2 separate regions of the Arachis hypogaea genome follow, and region 2 is linked to region 1. Evidence: chromatin contacts called from public Hi-C data. All regions are on one chromosome and are shown on one strand. The core of a region is the stretch at or near the end of the contact, and the rest is flanking DNA. Distances in the headings are between cores, read along the strand shown.

Evidence for each region. Hi-C and Micro-C count contacts between places; a contact is called where the count stands out from the background.
Region 2: a contact with region 1 is called in a Hi-C map of leaf, with 4 times the contacts expected there. The contact joins the promoter of LOC112741998 here to the promoter of LOC112741993 in region 1. A contact is called at or near these places in 2 of 8 Hi-C or Micro-C datasets (both in leaf).

What each region holds. Positions count from the first base shown.
Region 1 is chr14:37,645,128-37,649,907 of arahy.Tifrunner.gnm2.J5K5, reverse strand. It overlaps LOC112741993, which reads right to left and starts at 2,336. Exons shown (of 6, transcript XM_072214077.1): 1 at 1,769-2,336; 2 at 1,481-1,610; 3 at 920-1,114; 4 at 563-833; 5 at 1-462. The coding sequence starts at 940. The coding sequence ends at 359. LOC112741992 reads right to left here. Exons shown (of 7, transcript XM_025791196.3): 7 at 4,665-4,780.
Region 2 is chr14:38,327,143-38,331,922 of arahy.Tifrunner.gnm2.J5K5, reverse strand. LOC112741998 (phytanoyl-CoA dioxygenase) reads left to right here and starts at 2,087. Exons shown (of 9, transcript XM_025791209.3): 1 at 2,087-2,329; 2 at 2,419-2,543; 3 at 2,652-2,712; 4 at 2,971-3,039; 5 at 3,378-3,496; 6 at 3,657-3,804; 7 at 3,903-4,047; 8 at 4,167-4,253. The coding sequence starts at 2,275.

The DNA.
Region 1 (4,780 bases), core at 1,087-3,586:
GAGAATGGCTCTTTGAGGGGAAGAAAAGAACAGGGGGTGAGTGCATAAATGATAGGGGGTGTTGGGGGAAAGTGGGTGCTGAGTTGCTGACGGGTTGGTTTTCTTTATTTTTTCGCTTAAAAAATACAAAACGGCGTCGTTTCTTTAGAACCAACCGGTTACCGGTCCAGTCCAACTGGCCGATTCCTGGCCAGTTCAACGGTTTCTGAATGGTTTGCCATCGAGCGGTTATAGGCAGCAGACCGGACCGTTTTCATCACTAGTTTCCAGTTGGACCGATTCGATCGGCCGGTTCGGTCCGATTTTCAGAACATTGGCTACTACTATTAGTGGCTCAGTTCTTACTTTTCCGATTAACTTACTCAAGGTCTTCAATCATAACAGCCAGTCTTTTAGTCCCCCTTCCTTTGCGAGTTATTAGTTCTCTTGTATCTTCCTTACCAACCACCTCCCCTATCACATCTACACCAGATCAAAAATTAATAAAAAAAAATTGAAATACTATAACTTTGTAGTAGCATTTAACATCTCTTATGTCCACAATGCATAATGAGTAGCATACCTATTAAGATAGCATCGCTGAGCTTGTCAGTAGCCAACAGCTCCAGAAATGGCTTGAAGAGTAAAGCTTCAAGAGAAAAACTTGGTCGAGATACTAGAACGACAATGGTCCTATGTGAGAAATTTATGGACCATCTATTTGTGGTTGTCCTTGTTTTCTCCTTCTTATCAACCACTATAAAATTAGTCATAATGTACATGTTGAACTCCACAATATTTCCTCTCCACATTCGGACCAAAGGTTTAGAAATAAAAGCTTGTATTCTCCTACCCTACAAAAATAAAAGATAAAGGCACGAGAGTATAGTTTAAAACCAAAAACCACAAAAAAAAAGACTATGTGTTACTACAAACTTACCTTAATGTCTTGAAGAACCATTTCTATGCCATTGATCTCATTGGCATTGAACTTGCTTGGAACTTCCCATAGATGGACAACATAAACCTTGAAGTTCCACTAAATCTTTTTTGCATTAACATCCATTAACATATCAAACTCCTCTGCCCTATATGCAGGGATTAATTTGCTCTCAAACAGTTTGTGCTTACTTAGCTGCTTTCAAACACTCGGGTTGTTACAAAAAGAAACTTCAGCCCCTTATATAGGGATGTTTGAAATTTGAAGCTCAATAGACCATGTTTTATCACGCTAGAAAGTCAACTCATTTTCAATAATAAAACATTTCCAAATCTCAAGAAAATCAATTCGACAACCGCCAATTTAACAAAATCAATAACTTACAATATTCAACCTTCTCAAACAGTCAATAATTTCACTAGACAAACAATTACAATCATCTAGAACAACTCAATTCAATCCATAAGACTCACAAAATCATAAAATAAAATATATTTTTTACTCCAATATCTATTTATAACAATTCTGCGATATAAAATAAGTTTTAAAAAAAATTCCTACCTCGACCGCGACTTAACCACACGACAAAGTTCCTTTAAAACCCTTAATTCGCAACAGCAGCGTCAACTCAGTCCATCCTCGCAACAGCAATAGTTCATCAAACATAGCATGCAACAACCAAAACTCAATCCTGAGATAATAACGTCGCGTAAAACTCAATAACTTATAATAGAACACATATTCGCAAGCAGTAAGGATTTCTAAATAGGGGTACTTATTGTAACAAAGGAAAAACGTGGAAACAGAGTAGCAGTGGCACTGGGTAGCAAGGACGTGATGCCGGTTCACCTCCAGCGGTGGCGAGCTCCACCAATGACAATAGTAACGAGAGCAGCGGCGGCAGAAACGGCGGCGGAACCACCTCGCGACGCCTTCTCTCTCTTTGCACGCGTTCTGTCTCTCTCTCCTCATGTCGTTCTCCCTCTTCTCCTCTGGTCAGATCGGCATCGATGGCGATGAGGGGAGCTTCGGCGGCGGTGCAACCAGCAATGAATGGCACGGGTTCGACGACGACGATGGTAGCGGTACCGATGGCGAGATGGTGCGATGAAACCAGAAATCAACACGCAACGGTGGCTTCTCTCTCTCTCTCTCTCTCTCTCTCTCTCTCTCTCTCTCTCCTTGTCACGATGGTGGTGCGCAGTTTGGAGACAACGGTGGCGGCACATGAACGGTGGCTGCGGCAAGGCGGGCTGGACGACGACAGCAGCACGTCCCCTCCCTCTCTCTTTCCTCCGCTCTCCGTTCTCTCTCTTCCCTTCTCCCATTTCTTTGTTTCTTTTGGTATTTGCTGCTACTGGGTTGTGTTTTGGAAAGGAGGAATTGACGGCTATAGTTATGTTGGAATGTTAGGGTTAGGGTTTTTGAAAGGTATAAGGATGGTTTTGTAATTTCTAATAAAAATAGGATAATTTAGTAATTAAAAACTAATTTTAATCCAACAATAAATATATATAAAAATATCATTTATTCATCAACTTGTAAATTTTTTTTAAATAATTACTCTAATTCAAGAATTAGAAATAATAAAAATCAATTTCCTTTAAAATTATAAAATAAAATTAAAAATCTAATTATTCAAATTAAAGCATATAAAATTCTTATTATTATTCAATTACTAAAGTTTTAAATCATAAATAAAGAATTGCTTAATTTGTATATAAAATTTCTTAAAATATAATCTTAATTAAATATAATAATCATAAATAATTTATTATTTAATTTTCAGAAATTTCAAGTCTTACAAAGAGAACTAAATTCCGATTAACTTACTCAAGGTCTTCAATTTAGTCTCCCTTCTTTTGCTAGTTATTAGTTCTCTTGGATCTTTCTTACCAACCACCTCCACTATCACATTTACGCCAGATCAAAAATTAATAAATTAAAATGCTATAACTTTGTAGTATATGTCCATAATACATAATGAATAGCATACCTATTAAGATAGCATCGTCGAGCTTGTTAGCAGCCAACAGCTCTGGAAATGGCTTGAAGGGTAAAGTTTCAAGAGAAAAACTTGGTCGAGCTATTGGAACGACAATGGTCCTATGTGAAAAATTTATGGACCACCTATTTGTGGTTATCCTTATTTTCTCTTTCTTATCAACCACCATAAAATTAGTCATAATGTACATGTTGAACTCCACAATATTACCTCTCTACGTCCTGACCAAAGGTTCTGGGATAGAAGCTTGTATTCTCCTACCCTACAAAAATAAAAGATAAAGCCATGAGGGTACAGTTTAAAACCCCAAAACTACCAAAAATGACCATGTGTTACTACAAACTTGTCGTGGTGTCTTGAAGAACCATCTCTATGCCATTGATCTCATTAACGTTGAACTTGCTTGAAACTTCCCATAGATGAACAACATAAACCTTGAAGTTCTACTAAAGTTTTCTTGCATTAATATCCATTAACATATCAAACTCCTCCACCATCTATATGCAGGGATTAATTTGCTCTCAAACAGTTTGTGCTTACTTAACTGCTCTCAAACACCCAGATTGTTACAAAAAGAAACTTCACCACCCTTACATAGGGGTGTTTGAAATTTGAAGCTCAATATACCATCTTTGACCGCGCTAGGCTCTAATGGGTTTATTCAGTATCACCGATGTATTTAGCTCAGGACACTTGTCATTCAATTGCAACGTCCACTTGTCGAGTAATAAACTATCTACTACATTCTTATTGTCTATTAATAGATGTGATTTTGAGCTTCTAATATTTAAATTCCTTGAGGAACATATATAAAATTGTATCGATATCTTGTTTATTATTGGATCTACAAAGTGATAATTATTGTTTTACCATATTTAAAACCATGAGATAAGACAAAAACAATAAACAAAAATTTTTTATTTGAAATTGTTATCCATTACCTTATAGCTTGGTCTTTATTGTGCATTATGAGTTATAACTCGACTTTATTTGCCTTCATTCTAAGTTTGTAACGGACAATCTTAATAATAACCATTATTCTAATTTAATGACTAACGGTCATAACATCAACTTTATTCATCAACTCTATACGCACCAATTTCTATATCTCAACACTAACACATGATAAGTTCTATTTCATGTTTTACATTCTATAATCATAGAATTATTATAAACATACACACACATGATAAATTCTATTTCATATTTAACATTCTATAATCATAAGATTCTTATACCTCTTAAACACTTACTGATTTGAGCGTCGGAGTGTCTTTTTCAGGTACCCACCTTCCGTGTTCTTTTTGCCGAAGTATATATTCTTTGGAAACGAAGAGATAAGTTCAATTTCCTCTAAGACGATATATATCTCGAAAGTTCATCCACACAAGAACAGAAATAAAAATGAATTGTCTATAAAAACTTTAAAAAGAAAATAAAGAATAAGAATAAGCAAATAAAGAATTAACCAAAACTTAGGAGATTATACTTGAAAAATCAACCTAGGCCAAGCTGTTTTTTTTTTTTTTTCCGTGACGGGGACGGGAGAGAAATTCGCATGAAATTATAAAAATGTTATTTCAACAAAATGAAAGACCGAACATTTGTTATTGTTTTAATGAGAAGGTTTGCAGATATTGGTGACTGGCATTCGGTTATCAATCTCTTCATTAAGAAGATGCTATAAATCTGACAAAAAGAAAAATAAAAAAGTGATTATCTAATGAGGATAATGTAGAATTTTGTCATGAACTAGTGATTGGTACTTTCAGGTTTCATTATTGTATATAAATTGGTGTTCTAAATCCTTATTATTTGATCTATAGAGTCTAACATTATTCTCATATCTTGTTACA
Region 2 (4,780 bases), core at 838-3,337, 680 kb before region 1:
ATTTGGAAGATCAAAGTCCCCCAAGAACACTAAATTTCATGGAGAGACTGTTGCACAAATCCCTCCCAACTATGAAGAACCATTGAATGCTCACCAATTTGTGAGGGATGCTGGATAGGAAAAGAGACGGAAGAACACCTCTTCAAACACTGCAAATTCGCAAAGCGATTCTGGTTTGCATCACTATCCAATTTAAGGTCTGGAACATGTAGAGAAATTGATTTAAAAGGATGGATTACAGAGATTCTGGGTGAGCTCCAAAAGAAAGAACATGGCTTTTTCTGTACCTTACTAAACCAACTCTGGCGAACAAGGATTTTGATGATTTTTGAAAAAAAAATGCTAACAATTGAGGAAGAAATAAAAAAAGCTTTGATATCCTTCGAAGAATTTTGGAACACCCAAGCTACTATGGAGGAGAAGAGGAAGAGCCAAAACCCACTAATTCCCCTTATGCTGAAGTGGGAGGAGTCACCAAACTCAACGCTAAGAGTTAATGTAGATGCAGCAATTGGTAATAGTAATAGTGGATGTATAGGGGATGTTATTAGAGATAACTTGTGCCAAGTTATGGCAACAAGTCTATAGTAGTGTAATTAAAATTTTAGAGGTTATTTTGGTGTAGGATTCCAATTTAAGAGATCATTTTAGGATTTAATAGACTCAACGAATATGATTAAGTCTAATTGTGTGAAACTCATTCTTTTTAGAATTTAGCTAACATGTTCCCTTAGTTAAGGGTACATGTTAAGTTTATAAATTAAAAAAAATATTATAAATATAAAAAATTAAAATTTTCAATACATTTATTTTACATTCATTAAAAAAAATATTTAAAATTTTTTACTAATAATAAACTTATCATATGTCTTTAAGACACATATTAGTCAAACCCTTCTTTTTATCTAAATACAAATATTATACAAAACAAAAAGTCTAAAAGCAATAGAAAATTAGCTTAATACAATTTAAAATTATTTTATTTTATATTTCTTAGTTATTACTTATCTTATTTTATATTTATTAATTATTATTAATTCTAAATATTTTTTATATTGACAAAGACCTAATTATAAAATTAAAAATAGTACAAGAATATAATTAAAAAAATTATAGGATCTAATTATAAATTTAGTAAAACTATAAAAATCAACAAACTAATTAAAATTATTCGATATAATAAATATATAATTCTAAAAGTTACATACATAAAATAAAAATATTAAATTAAAGAGTAAAGTAATAATTAGATCCTTGAAGATTTTAACTTCGCATTAATTAGTGCCTAAAGAAAAAAAAGTACCAATTTGGTCCTCCAAAATGGCAAACAGTGGACACATGATGTCCTTCTATCAATTAATCAATTAAAACTTAACGTTGATGCTTATACGTACTGTTAATTACTCTGACATGTCTATTTATGAAAGATAGTCATGTAGAAAACAATTTTTGGAATGAAATTTCACTTGTTTTGATAGAATTTATGATAAAAGGTATATGAAAACTCAAAAGATAATAAATGCTTCACTGTGTAAAACTACATTGTTTTCCTACTCATGTGACAATAACGAGACATGCACCACTGTAAATAACAGAATACATGGACAATTCAGTTTTGTTTTGCACTATTTATTGACAGAAAGTCATATATGTGGTCATACATGTCTACCGTTTACTATCTTGGAGAACTTAATTGGTTTTTTTTTTCAAGGACTAATTAGTCCAAAATTAATATTTTTAAAGATCTAATTGTCACTTTACTCTAAATTAAATAAAGTTACTTAAAATTATTGTTAGACTTTGTATAATTAAACAAGTTATAACTCTTTTCTATTTTATTTAGATAGTTCATTTTTGTTTTGTAGTTTGTACATAAGTACATTAAAAAAGGTCTGAAATCCCAAATTAGCCCTCAAGTAAATTATTTTAGTAATGGAAAAGTCTAGGGGACCAGCAATTTTATTGAATTTTGGTCAGTATGTAACCAGCAGAAAAAAGTGAGCTATTAGATGAAATCTCACAACAATCTCACACCATTAAATTATCATTGATGACTATTTGATGGTTACTAATCACAAATGTTACTGGTCCCTAATATTGCTCGTAAGTAATTAGTAGTAGCTAACCTGGGTTGTAGTTTCGTAGCGGATAAGCAGATATATCATATATGATGATCATCTGACCATTTTGTCCTCCTTCATTCCTTCTACCTTCCTAATTCCTAACCCTCCCGGAGAACAATTCCAGTAATCGAAGTTGAATCACCGAATTCCAATGGGAATCGTTGGGAACCTCACTGCAGATCAGCTCCAATCCTTCAATTCTCAAGGTACCCTAAACCCTAACCCCCTTTCTCTTCATAGTTCAAATCCCTAGTCTTCAAACTAAGCTTACACCAATCACCATGTTTTTGCGTAGGTTATATTGTGTTGGAATCCTTTGCCACTGATGACGACATTGATGCCATGGTTCGGAGGATGGACCAATTGGTCAATGACTTTGACCCTTCCTCCACCGCCTCTATTTTCTCCACCAAGAACCAGGTCTAAAGAAAACAAACTTACTTTCATTCTGTTTCTCCTTCTTTTTTGTGTGTTACTTTTTAACTGTAGTATTTACCTCACTCTTGATTGTTTTTATGGATTTCACAGCAAAAGTTGACTGATGATTACTTCTTTGAGAGCGCAGAGAAAATTTCCTTCTTCTTCGAAGGTATTCAAAAATCATTTACTTACACGGGTTTCTTCTAAGATTGTGGAAATGATAAATCCATTCATTTGTTTATTTTCATGAACTGTGTCACTGTAATTCATTCTATTAGATTATTTTCAAGTAGTGTGGATGTTGTTTTTTTATGATGTGACAATCCATGATTGGAAGCTTGTTTTTACAGTAAAAGTGCACTACAAATTAGAATGTCTATTGATAATTGCATGGTTTGGTGATTTCCTCTGTTTTGTGTATTGGCAGAGAAAGCATTTGGGGATGATGGAAAATTAAAGCAACCCAAGCAACTCTCCCTTAATAAAGTAGGCCATGGTGAGCCTTCAATACTCTTGCGCTCTCTGTATATATGTGTGTGTGCGTGCACACCCTCCGGTAGCACTCTTTTAATGATGCCCTTTAGGCTTGTATGTTGAATTAATTTGTTTAGGACAAATTTGTAGAAGGCCATGGTTTTCGTTAATGTGAAAAGACTAAGATTATTCAATTTGGGTTACCCTTTTTAGATGAGACCACATGCTGTTGTACACTGGTGAATGCAAGAAATCTGTCGGTAGCATTGCTAATTCCAAAAATGATTCTGTTCCCTGTGAATCTAACTATCCTCTTTTGGGGGGGTTGGGGCCTGTGGTGTTTGTTATGATTCTGTGCAGCGCTTCACGAGATTGAGCCGGCATTCAAGAAGTTTTCTTCTTCCAACAAAGTTTCTAGTTTGATGTACTCCTTAGGTTACAAGAGGCCAGTAATCATGCAGTCTATGTACATTTTTAAGGTACATTTTCATCTGTCTTTCTGAGGTTCAATTGCTGATCATATGGTTGAAACAACATTTTCTGGTTGTATATAAACATATAAATAAGGAATATTCTAGTGTTGACTATTTTGGTTTCTGGAATTTATGATTACCTGGCATATGAAATTTTAATTGGCAGCAACCAGGTATAGGGGGTGAAGTAGTGCCACACCAGGATAACTCGTTTCTTTATACCGAACCCCAAACATGCACAGGGCTGTGGCTGGCTCTGGAAGATGCAACGGTATTAAATGGTTGCCTGTGGGCAATACCTGGATCTCACAAGAGTAATACTTCCCTCTGTTTGGTATTTGTTCCCTAAACATACATCCATTGCATTGATTTATCAGATCTTGGTCTTTTCTTTGTTCTTTGGCTGCTGTAGAGGGGCTTGTCAGAAGGTTTTTACGGGATGAAGATGGTGTTAAATTTGATCGACCCTCACCATCTTATGATCAAAAGGATTTTGTTCCTATTGAAGTAAAAGCTGGTTCATTGGTTGTCATCCATGGTGATCTTATCCATCAAAGGTTTGTTAAAACGATTCTCTTTGGATGATGTATATCATGAAATATGGAAGGAGAATTGCTGTTGAAGAGGATATGATCCTTATAATTCATCCTTCTCTGCTTTTGTTTACGGATGACAGCTTTGAAAACCAGTCCCAAAAATCAAGGCATGCATACAGCCTGCATGTGGTGGACACTGATGGCTGCCAATGGGCACCGGAAAATTGGTAAGTGTATATCCTAAGAATAATTTTTATATAGCCTCTTTACTCATTCAGGAGCTTGAATGTCATTGAAAGGTTAATTTATTTGCTAATGGCAATGTTCATAAGGTATATATGCTTATTAATAATGCTTCTATAAAAAACATGATTAGGGTAAACCACCAAAAATACCCCCAAAAGATTTAAATGCCCAAAAACACTCTTGTAAGATCAAAACGGCAAAAACACCCTGCAGACTTGAAAACGTGGACAAAAATCAAATACTAGAAATATATTCTCAAAAAGGGTTTTAGCGATTGGATTTTGATGTTCTTTTGCAAGAATGACTAGATAAATGAGATCTTTCATCCTTAAAATTTGATGATCTATGCCAAGTTGATTCTTTTTGTGAATGGTCTAATTTAACAACAAAATGAAAAAAGGTGTCTAAATGTTGAATTTCGCTCTGGTTTCTTTCTGCATATATTTTCTAAGTAGTTACTCAAATGTTTCCACCAAAATTCGAATCAAATGCACAAGTCATTTGTCAA